Regions from separate parts of the Zea mays genome. Here regions 1 and 2 are each linked to region 3. Evidence: chromatin contacts called from public Hi-C data. All regions are on one chromosome and are shown on one strand. The core of a region is the stretch at or near the end of the contact, and the rest is flanking DNA. Distances in the headings are between cores, read along the strand shown.

Evidence for each region. Hi-C and Micro-C count contacts between places; a contact is called where the count stands out from the background.
Region 1: a Hi-C map of tassel shows a contact between it and region 3, with 2.2 times the contacts expected there. The contact joins the promoter of LOC103643685 here to the promoter of LOC103643676 in region 3. A contact is called at or near these places in 2 of 25 Hi-C or Micro-C datasets (bundle sheath and tassel).
Region 2: a contact with region 3 is called in a Hi-C map of leaf, with 5 times the contacts expected there. The contact joins the promoter of mbd115 here to the promoter of LOC103643676 in region 3. A contact is called at or near these places in 2 of 25 Hi-C or Micro-C datasets (bundle sheath and leaf).

What each region holds. Positions count from the first base shown.
Region 1 is chr1:256,233,174-256,235,873 of Zm-B73-REFERENCE-NAM-5.0, reverse strand. It overlaps LOC103643685 (RING-H2 finger protein ATL39), which reads left to right and starts at 1,444. Exons shown (of 1, transcript XM_008666867.3): 1 at 1,444-2,288. The coding sequence starts at 1,564. The coding sequence ends at 2,094.
Region 2 is chr1:256,216,572-256,219,271 of Zm-B73-REFERENCE-NAM-5.0, reverse strand. mbd115 (methyl binding domain 115) reads right to left here and starts at 1,391. Exons shown (of 3, transcript NM_001111821.2): 1 at 1,267-1,391. The coding sequence starts at 1,371.
Region 3 is chr1:255,422,146-255,424,845 of Zm-B73-REFERENCE-NAM-5.0, reverse strand. It overlaps LOC103643676, which reads left to right and starts at 1,438. Exons shown (of 5, transcript XM_020546824.2): 1 at 1,438-1,826. The coding sequence starts at 1,665.

The sequences.
Region 1 (2,700 bases), core at 195-2,694, 810 kb before region 3:
CAAGATATGGTTGCAAACGTTTCAAACAGCTCTTAACAATCAAATTAATTATATGGCAACCACAACGCTGATACAAGAAAATAGCACTCAAATCATATTCATTTCTACTAGGCATAGGAATCAAATGGCCAATGTAACCATAAAACACTGGTTTTAGAACTTCCATAGCAGTTTTGTTAGATGAGGCATTATCGAGCACAATAGCAAAGATTTTATCAGTAATTCCATAATCGTTAGCAACCAGTTCAACACGCTCAGCAATGTTATAACCTGTATGAGCTACCTCAATTGGTCTAAGACCAAGCAACCTCTTTTCTAAACACCAATCAGAGTTCACAAAATGAGCAACAACACTGATGTAATCCTCTTTTGCCTTGCCAGACCAAATGTCAGATGTAAGTGCAATAGATGAAACAGATTTGAGTACATTAATAAGTTGTTCAGCACAATCATTAAAAAGCCTAATTGAGTCTCTAGCAGTAGTTTGCCTAGAGGACTTAACAAACCGAGGATTATGAGCACGAGTAATATATTCTTGAAATGCACTACATTCACCAAAACACAGAGGTAGGTCTAGTCTAGCAATCATACGACAAAGCTAAGTCCTTGCAACAGATGGAGAGTACTCCCAGTGCACAACAGATCCATTAGCATTAAACTTAAGCATGAATTGAGATCTACCAGTTTTTTCTTTATCTTTCTTAGCGGGGCAAAGTTCTAGGTGACGGATCAAGTGTCCAGTTCTAGAAGAAGATTTAGCAGGTAGGGTGTGCTTGCAGTGAAGGCAAATGGCGGAAATCCTTACCTCCCTGCTTCTCCGTAACTTCCTCAAAATGCAACCAAACCTTAGAGGTCGGTCCCTGCCTCCTGGAGCGCTTACCAGGGGAAACGACAGGGAGAGGAAAGAACAGTTACGGACGAGCAGATCGAGAGACGAGGGGAGCGGACGAGCGGGACAGTGATGAAGACTCGCCGGCAACCGTCAACGCCGGGACGGGAGGCGAGGAGAAGGCGGCGACGGTGGAGCAGACGACTAGTGGAGGCACCAGGCGGCGCATATGCGAGGGGAGAGGGAGAGCCGCTAGGGTTTCGTGAGCAGGCGAGTGCGGCGCGTATGCGAGGGGGCGCGTGGAAACTGGGAATGGGAAAATATCCCCTCGCACCCCTTCCCTCTCTCCCCTGTAAATGCCGACCCGGGCTCTAGTCGGGCCTGCCCGTTAACCAGGCCCGTGCTCGTGCCTTCACCGTGGGCCGGCATCGAGGCCCAAGCACGGCACGGGAGGCGTGCCGGACTGGCACGGGCACGGCCGCCGTCGTGCTGGGCCGGGTATGGGCCGTGCCAACGCGTGCCGAGCCACGTGCCGCCCAACGGGCCGGCCCAGTATAGACATGTATAGGCATGACGGACGAAGAACGCAGGAAATCATCCGAGGCTTTCGGCGAACAACCCACCTCTCCTTCTGTGACTGACGACAACTGAGGCTTGTCAGTTGTCACACGCATGAACATTTGTCAACGAGCTGAGCTTATATACATATAGAACACGAACAGTAATAGCGGCAGATGTGCACCAACGGCCAAGACAACCGCTCGTCACCGCGCAGCATCAGGCAAGCAAACGGCATGACCTCCGACGCGGCCTTTGTGCTGGAGATGGCCGCCGTGGTCTGCTTGGCGGTGCTCATCGTCGCCATCGTCGCCGCCGCCGCGGGCGCCTGTGAGCTGCCCGTCGCCCGCGCCGCCGCGGTGCACGACGTTGAGCAGGCGCTCGGGCCCGGCACGCTCATGCCGTACGGCCAGGCGAAGGCGGCCGCCGGAAAGACAGGGAGCGCGTCGCCGGGCGGCGTCGGCGAGGAGGAGGCGCCTTGTTGCGCCATCTGCCTGTCCGAGTACGCCGAGGGCGACGAGATGGTGCGGGTGCTGCCGGCGTGCGGCCACTTCTTCCACGCCGACTGCCGCATCGACTGGTGGCTCCGGCAGCGCGGGACGTGCCCGGTCTGCCGCGGTGGACTGCTGCCGCTGCCGCCGAGGCCGGAGTGTCCGCTCATGCCGCCGCGACCGGCCGGCGCTGCGGTGGTCCGAGGCAGGGGGTGAATCAGCTCTATTGTCTGTTCTCACATAGTTGATTATTCTTTTTTGATTGCCACATACGTACTTGTTAGGAGCTAGTTTGCAGAGGAGATACACAATCTCTGTCAGGTTAATCAGAGGCCTTTACCTTTTAAAAAAGTCACTGTAACCATTTTCTGAAAAAGGGGGGAAAATCGTAAAAGTGTTCCTTTCTATTATTTTTCGACTATGATTTGCGAGACACTTTACCTGTCCCTGCTCAGGTTAGTTGACTAGCGTTTGATCTCGGACCAAAGTCCAGCTAAACCAGGGAAACTTTGGCTGCGCCATCTGCAGGAGAGTGATGCTGAATCCAGGACCGTCGATTCGTGCACGGTGCACCCTGACCCTGGCCTGTTATGGTTTGGCAGCATGGCCGCATGGGCATGCACAAGCTTCTTACTTGCTGTGGACCGGACCCTCACAATCTTCTGAGCATCGGGCCATCGGCTCGTCGTCTCTGGACCGGAGCATTTCTTGTTAGGATTCTTGTTAGGATCTTTTATGCGAGGCTTGAGGCTTTGTTTTGGACGATGAAGACGACTGACAGGCTTCGTGATGGCAGATTCATACACTTGCACTTTGGCAGGA
Region 2 (2,700 bases), core at 142-2,641, 790 kb before region 3:
AAACAATAGTGGAAGCAATTTTTCGTACAAATAAGCAAAAGCAACACATGACTAGAAAACCTACAATCTAACTAAATCTACAATGAAGTTATTTGCATTCCACATACCAGAGAAGGCCAGTATAGAGGATTACAGGTGAGCCCATGATTTCCAGTTTCCTTTAAGGCTTTAAGGCTTTAAATGAAAGAAACTAGACCTATTCGCATCTGACTGGTGGCTTAGAATTGAGGTTTCCAGGCGTGTGCAGCAAGAAATCTCATGATTTTCTTGAAGAAAACCCGAGGAAAACGACAAACTTTGTTTTGACGCCATTTCAAGAAAAAAGACATTGTTTTAAAAGCTAAAATTCCCTGCATCAAGTTCATCTATGCTGCTTCATTCCAACTCATTGTTGTATAGCGCTGATTAAAACTTAGGAGTTAGGAAAGAAAGCATTGAACAGAGGCTTCCTTAAATTGTCATAAATTTAAGAAATTGCTGGAGTTAGAATCATAGAAACTTATCCAATCAAATCACCTGAGTCCCGAGGATAGCCCATAGTTGGAAGTTGGAACATCGAACAGGCTTTAAGAGACATAACATGAGATAAAATAGATTGCACAGCGATGGCAAACAATGTTAGGATCCACCCATACTGCTTTGTAAGGACCAAATAAGAACTAAAACACACTATCAAGAGCTATAAAGTCTAAAGTTACTTGTACAGTGCAAAAACGGCCATGTTCTGTTCGTCCAAAAACAAAGGGCAAACGTAGCATCCCGGACTACAGCTAAAAATCGGCTCCCAATCCAACGGGCAACGGCATGGAGAACCTAATACATCTACAGAAATGGACTCAGAATCAGATGCTGCAATAGGGAGAGCTACAAAACTCCAGTCTACTACACTCGCACTCGCACCCGCACACGGGTTGGGACTCGGATGTTGCAAGCCAATCACAAACTCGAACAGTGAGCTCAAATCAAGCTCCTAACCTATAGCTGTGTTCGCATGACCTTAAGACTAAGCAAAACAAGAAACGCCCCCGCGAACGACATGAATCAATCGAGCCCGAAACCCTAGAACTCGACGCCCCCAGCTCCGACCGCTCGGTGAGGAAGAACCGCAACGGAATTCGCAGAGACGGAGCCCGAACCCCACGGATCCGAGCGCTAGCAGGCCCCTGGAGTCCTCGGAACCGCAACACCCGGGCCCGAAGCAAGCAGCGGGCGGAGAGCATGCGGGGAAATTGGAAGGGGCCGGCCAAGCGGGAAGTAAAGGCAAACCTTCTTCGTCCAGCCTGAGGGTGCGGGGAGCTCGGTTGTGCTGGCCGCCTTCTTCTCCGGCGTCTCCTCGACCGCCGCCGCCACGTGCTCCGGGCCGGTTGCCATCCCGCTCGCCGAGTTTCGAGTTTCCTCTTCCCGCTCTCGCTGTCGCAATTCGCAAAGGCCTGATACTGAATTGGGGAATGGGTTGGTTGGACTTGGAACGTAGGGGCTCGGTGACGGCAGAAATAACGGCCTGCACGCTAAACGTCTCGGCCACGCAGACGGCGTGAGCGACTGCAAGCGCACCTGGACCCGGTGGATGAACTCGTGAGACCGTTTCGGCAGATCTGTGCGGAGCTCGACAGTGTCGGGATCGTGGACCAGGTGCAGGATCTACTCTCGGGAGACCGCTGGAGGTAAACGGCGGGACCGAGATGGTAGCAGAAAACCGTATTGCATTCCGCGAGCCTGGACGATTCTAGCCCGCTGTTGTGCGATAGGCGGTGCGCTGTGCACAGAGCGAACAGCGAAGTACGATACTCTAGCCGGCGGAAGGCATAGACCGTTGACAAGTGGGACTGACCTTGGACTTGGAGGGCCCAAGCCCCAAGCATGGGAAGCCGGACTCGTCAGCGGTGGAAACGTGACGAGTTCTAATTAGTTTGGAGCTTGATCACTCAAGGATCAAGACTTGCTGGTTCCACGTATTAGGCTATGGCTGCATATCGTCTATACTGAGGGCACCGTAACTGAGGGCTGCAGAGTATGAGGCCGCACCGGACCCCAAAATCAGAGGACCCCTTAGTTACTGAACGTTAGTACTTTTTTTTTTGTTAAACATGTCGGTATCTTGAAACAGGGGTATCCCTGGTTACAAGGTATAGACGTCGTGCCGGCGGTAAAGCCTCTAGTTACGTGGCAAACGGCTTACCGTCGTGCAACATCAGCCGCCTTGGGGTCGCCATACGGCCAAGGGAAAAAGCGTGCTCCGGATACACGCAGTAGGTCCGGGCCTGCCACGTGGAAAGCACCGGACCCCGTGCATAACGAGCGGACCTCCGAGAAGGATCCCAGACCCTTCTGTGTGGGGTCCGGACAGATAACCACCGGGTCCCAGGATTCTGGGGCAGGGAATACTCGGGCCCCGCCCTGGAAGGGGTCCGGTGTTGGCACGTGTCCGGGGCTTGCACCACGCTCCCCGCTCGGACAGAGACCCGCTGCTGCCGCGTGGCTTGTGGCTCATGACATAAGCCGACCGACGGAGTCTGACGTCAGGCCACTGAGGTCGCGCGGTCTCCGCATTTATTGCGGAGAGGACGCGCCGCCTGCCACCAAGCCGACGGATGATGTGCCCCTCGGCATTTAATGTGTCCAGTCCACTCCGCTGGCAGACAACGTCAGACGACGCGCCTGTCCAATCTATCATCGAACAATGCGCCCGTGCCATGCGGC
Region 3 (2,700 bases), core at 189-2,688:
TTTGGTCCTAGCACGAGCAGGATCCGCGCGATACGAGCGCGTGTATTTTTTTTTACAAGGATGGATCCATTTTCCCTAGTGCTAAAATGATCGAAAGCTAAGGTCAAGCAACAGTTGGAGATGATTTTTTTTAATCTCGTGAAAAGTTCTAGATTAGCATGATTGCACAAGGAGCCCCCGGCCGATAATTTCGTGTCGCAATGAATGATAGGATGCCATGGTCCATGGACGATCGACGCGACAGGGTAGCTGAGAACTTGGAGATGGAATTACTACCGAAAGCAAATATATAGATCGCGTGCGTCCTTAACTGCATCGCTTAGCCGGCCTATGAGTTGCAGTAGTGATTAGCCTCTCGTACCGCTAGCAGGTGCACGTACGGGGCCGTCTCACCAGCAAAGCAAGCAGAGGCGAAAGAGAAACGTACGGATCCATACTATTTGATTTGTTGGACAAAAGGAAACACGTTGAAAACAAACGACGTTATAATTCTTCCGAACACGGGACGGACTCATTCCATTAGGTAGTGTTTGGTTGAGGAGCCAAGTATAACGGAGCCGTTCCATTCCTGATTCTAGGAACGGAGCCGCTTTGTTCTGTGTTTGGTAATCTGGAACGGAGCGGTTCTGTTTTTTGTTTGGTTGCAGAGTAAACGGAACGGAGCGTGACTGTGAGAGCGGGATTGGAACGGAGCGGCTCCGTCCCATTGATTTTTTGGAGCGGAATGATTCCGGACCTGAGGAGAATATTTCCTAATTGGAGCCATTCCGTTCTAGTTACTTTGTAACCAAACAACAACAAAATTGGGACAGAACGATTCCGTTATACTTGGCTCTTCAACCAAACACTACCTTAGTCATTTAAAAACTAAAAAAAAAGTTGCAAATCTGTCACGTGCTGCTTACGTGGATGGGTCTATTTGATTTGTTCACATAGATACTGTTTAGCTTTGATTCCTCATACCAAAAGTGCTGCCTTCGTGCAGAAAAAGTATCCGTCTCTCTCTCATTGGCCGCCATTCATCCTTCGGTCTGACTGATCGGCAGCCCATACAGCGAGCACGAGCAGCGCATGCAACGCGCATACATGGGAGAGCGGCCCGGCCCACGCATTCGAGAGTGGAGGCCCATGAGTTTCCACGGGCCACCGCATCTCTCTCCCCAGGTACGTGTGTTTCTTTTCCTTTTTATATCTACACATTTCCTTTTTATTTTTCTTTCCTGTCCTTTCTTTACATTTATTCTATTTATTTCTTATTTATGCGACCGTTGAGATTCCGCGGCTTCGTCGAGCTTGGACGGTAGAGTGAGATGGAGACACAGTTGAGACTTCGCAGAAGACGACGGCGACAGGTGGCGAAGTAGCGTGGTGTCGTGTCGTGGACTAGTGGGTGTTTGATGGGCCCATTCATGCGACCGTGAATTGAGGTTTGCGGGCCGTTCGATGCAACCGGGCGGAGCAAATCACGGAACTGTAGAAGTATATTTTGGACAACCGTGGAGCATCCGATTCCCCCAGATCCACCGTGGTGCTCCTCCGCCCGCGCCAGGTCACCTCATGTCCGCAACGGCTACCCCCCTCAATTTGAATACCCCAGCCGGCCACCTCCTCGCGACCTCGCCTCCCCGACCAACAGCCTCCACCTCCTCCTCTCCCACCGCACCATGGCCGCCGCCTCTCCCCCCACCTCCTCATCTCCCCCTCCTCCCAGAGCAGCCGACGGTGACGGGGACGGGGTTGGGTGCGGTGCCGCCCGCTGCTCCTCGCCCACGCCCGCGCAACGCAGGAGGACCTCCCCCAACCACAGCGGCGGGAGCTCCCGTAAGGTTCGCTCGCCCCCATCCATCTTATTTCGTACCTAACGCTTTGGCGATTTCGCGCTGTTTGGTTCTCCGGGTTCTCGGCTCGATGCTTGGCGCGCGGTTGTTGTCGGAGGAATCGAGGTCTTTGCGTGGCCTTGGCGTGCGAGTAGGGGATCTGGTTTCGGCTGTTGGATCTGGATTGGAGTGATGCGGTCATACGATTTGTTTTGTCCAAATCCACCCGGTTTCTATCAATTATCTGGTCTCGTTGCCCGGGATCGCCAAAATCATGTCTGGTCAAACCCTATTTCTGTTCTGCAGATTACAGTCCGATGGAGCAGTTAGATTACGAATTATTTGATGCGCTATTTATACGCACCATTTTCAGTCCTTTAGGCTTCAATTTCGTAAGATAAGATGTCCTGTGGGTTAACTGATATCATCATGTGGTTTGTACTTTGTACCAGGACTAATTTAGAGCTGGATCAAGTATGGCTGTATGGGTCCTTGTGAATGCACGCTTCTTTTATTCATGCACAGAAAAAAAAGGAGTCATAATGCCCATGTGTCTGTATCAGTTACGTGGTTGCAATCACTGATGTTTTTCTAATATCAAAAGTTACGTGGTTGCCTTTTTACTGTCCAGTTCCTTGGCCTCAAACGTGATTATAGCATTTGGACATGTAGCTTCATATATATTGAGGTTAGATAAATATATCTCTAGAAATGGCAGTGTGATGTTTTAGTTCTTTTTTTTCCTTAAAGAAAGTAGCTGTCAACCAATATAATAGATGAAAATTGTGACACAACCGTGAAATTAAGTGTTTCTATGATTGGAGTAGTCCATTGTTGCCAGAAAGTACTGTTACTAACTTTGAAGGTGTATTTCTTCCCCTTG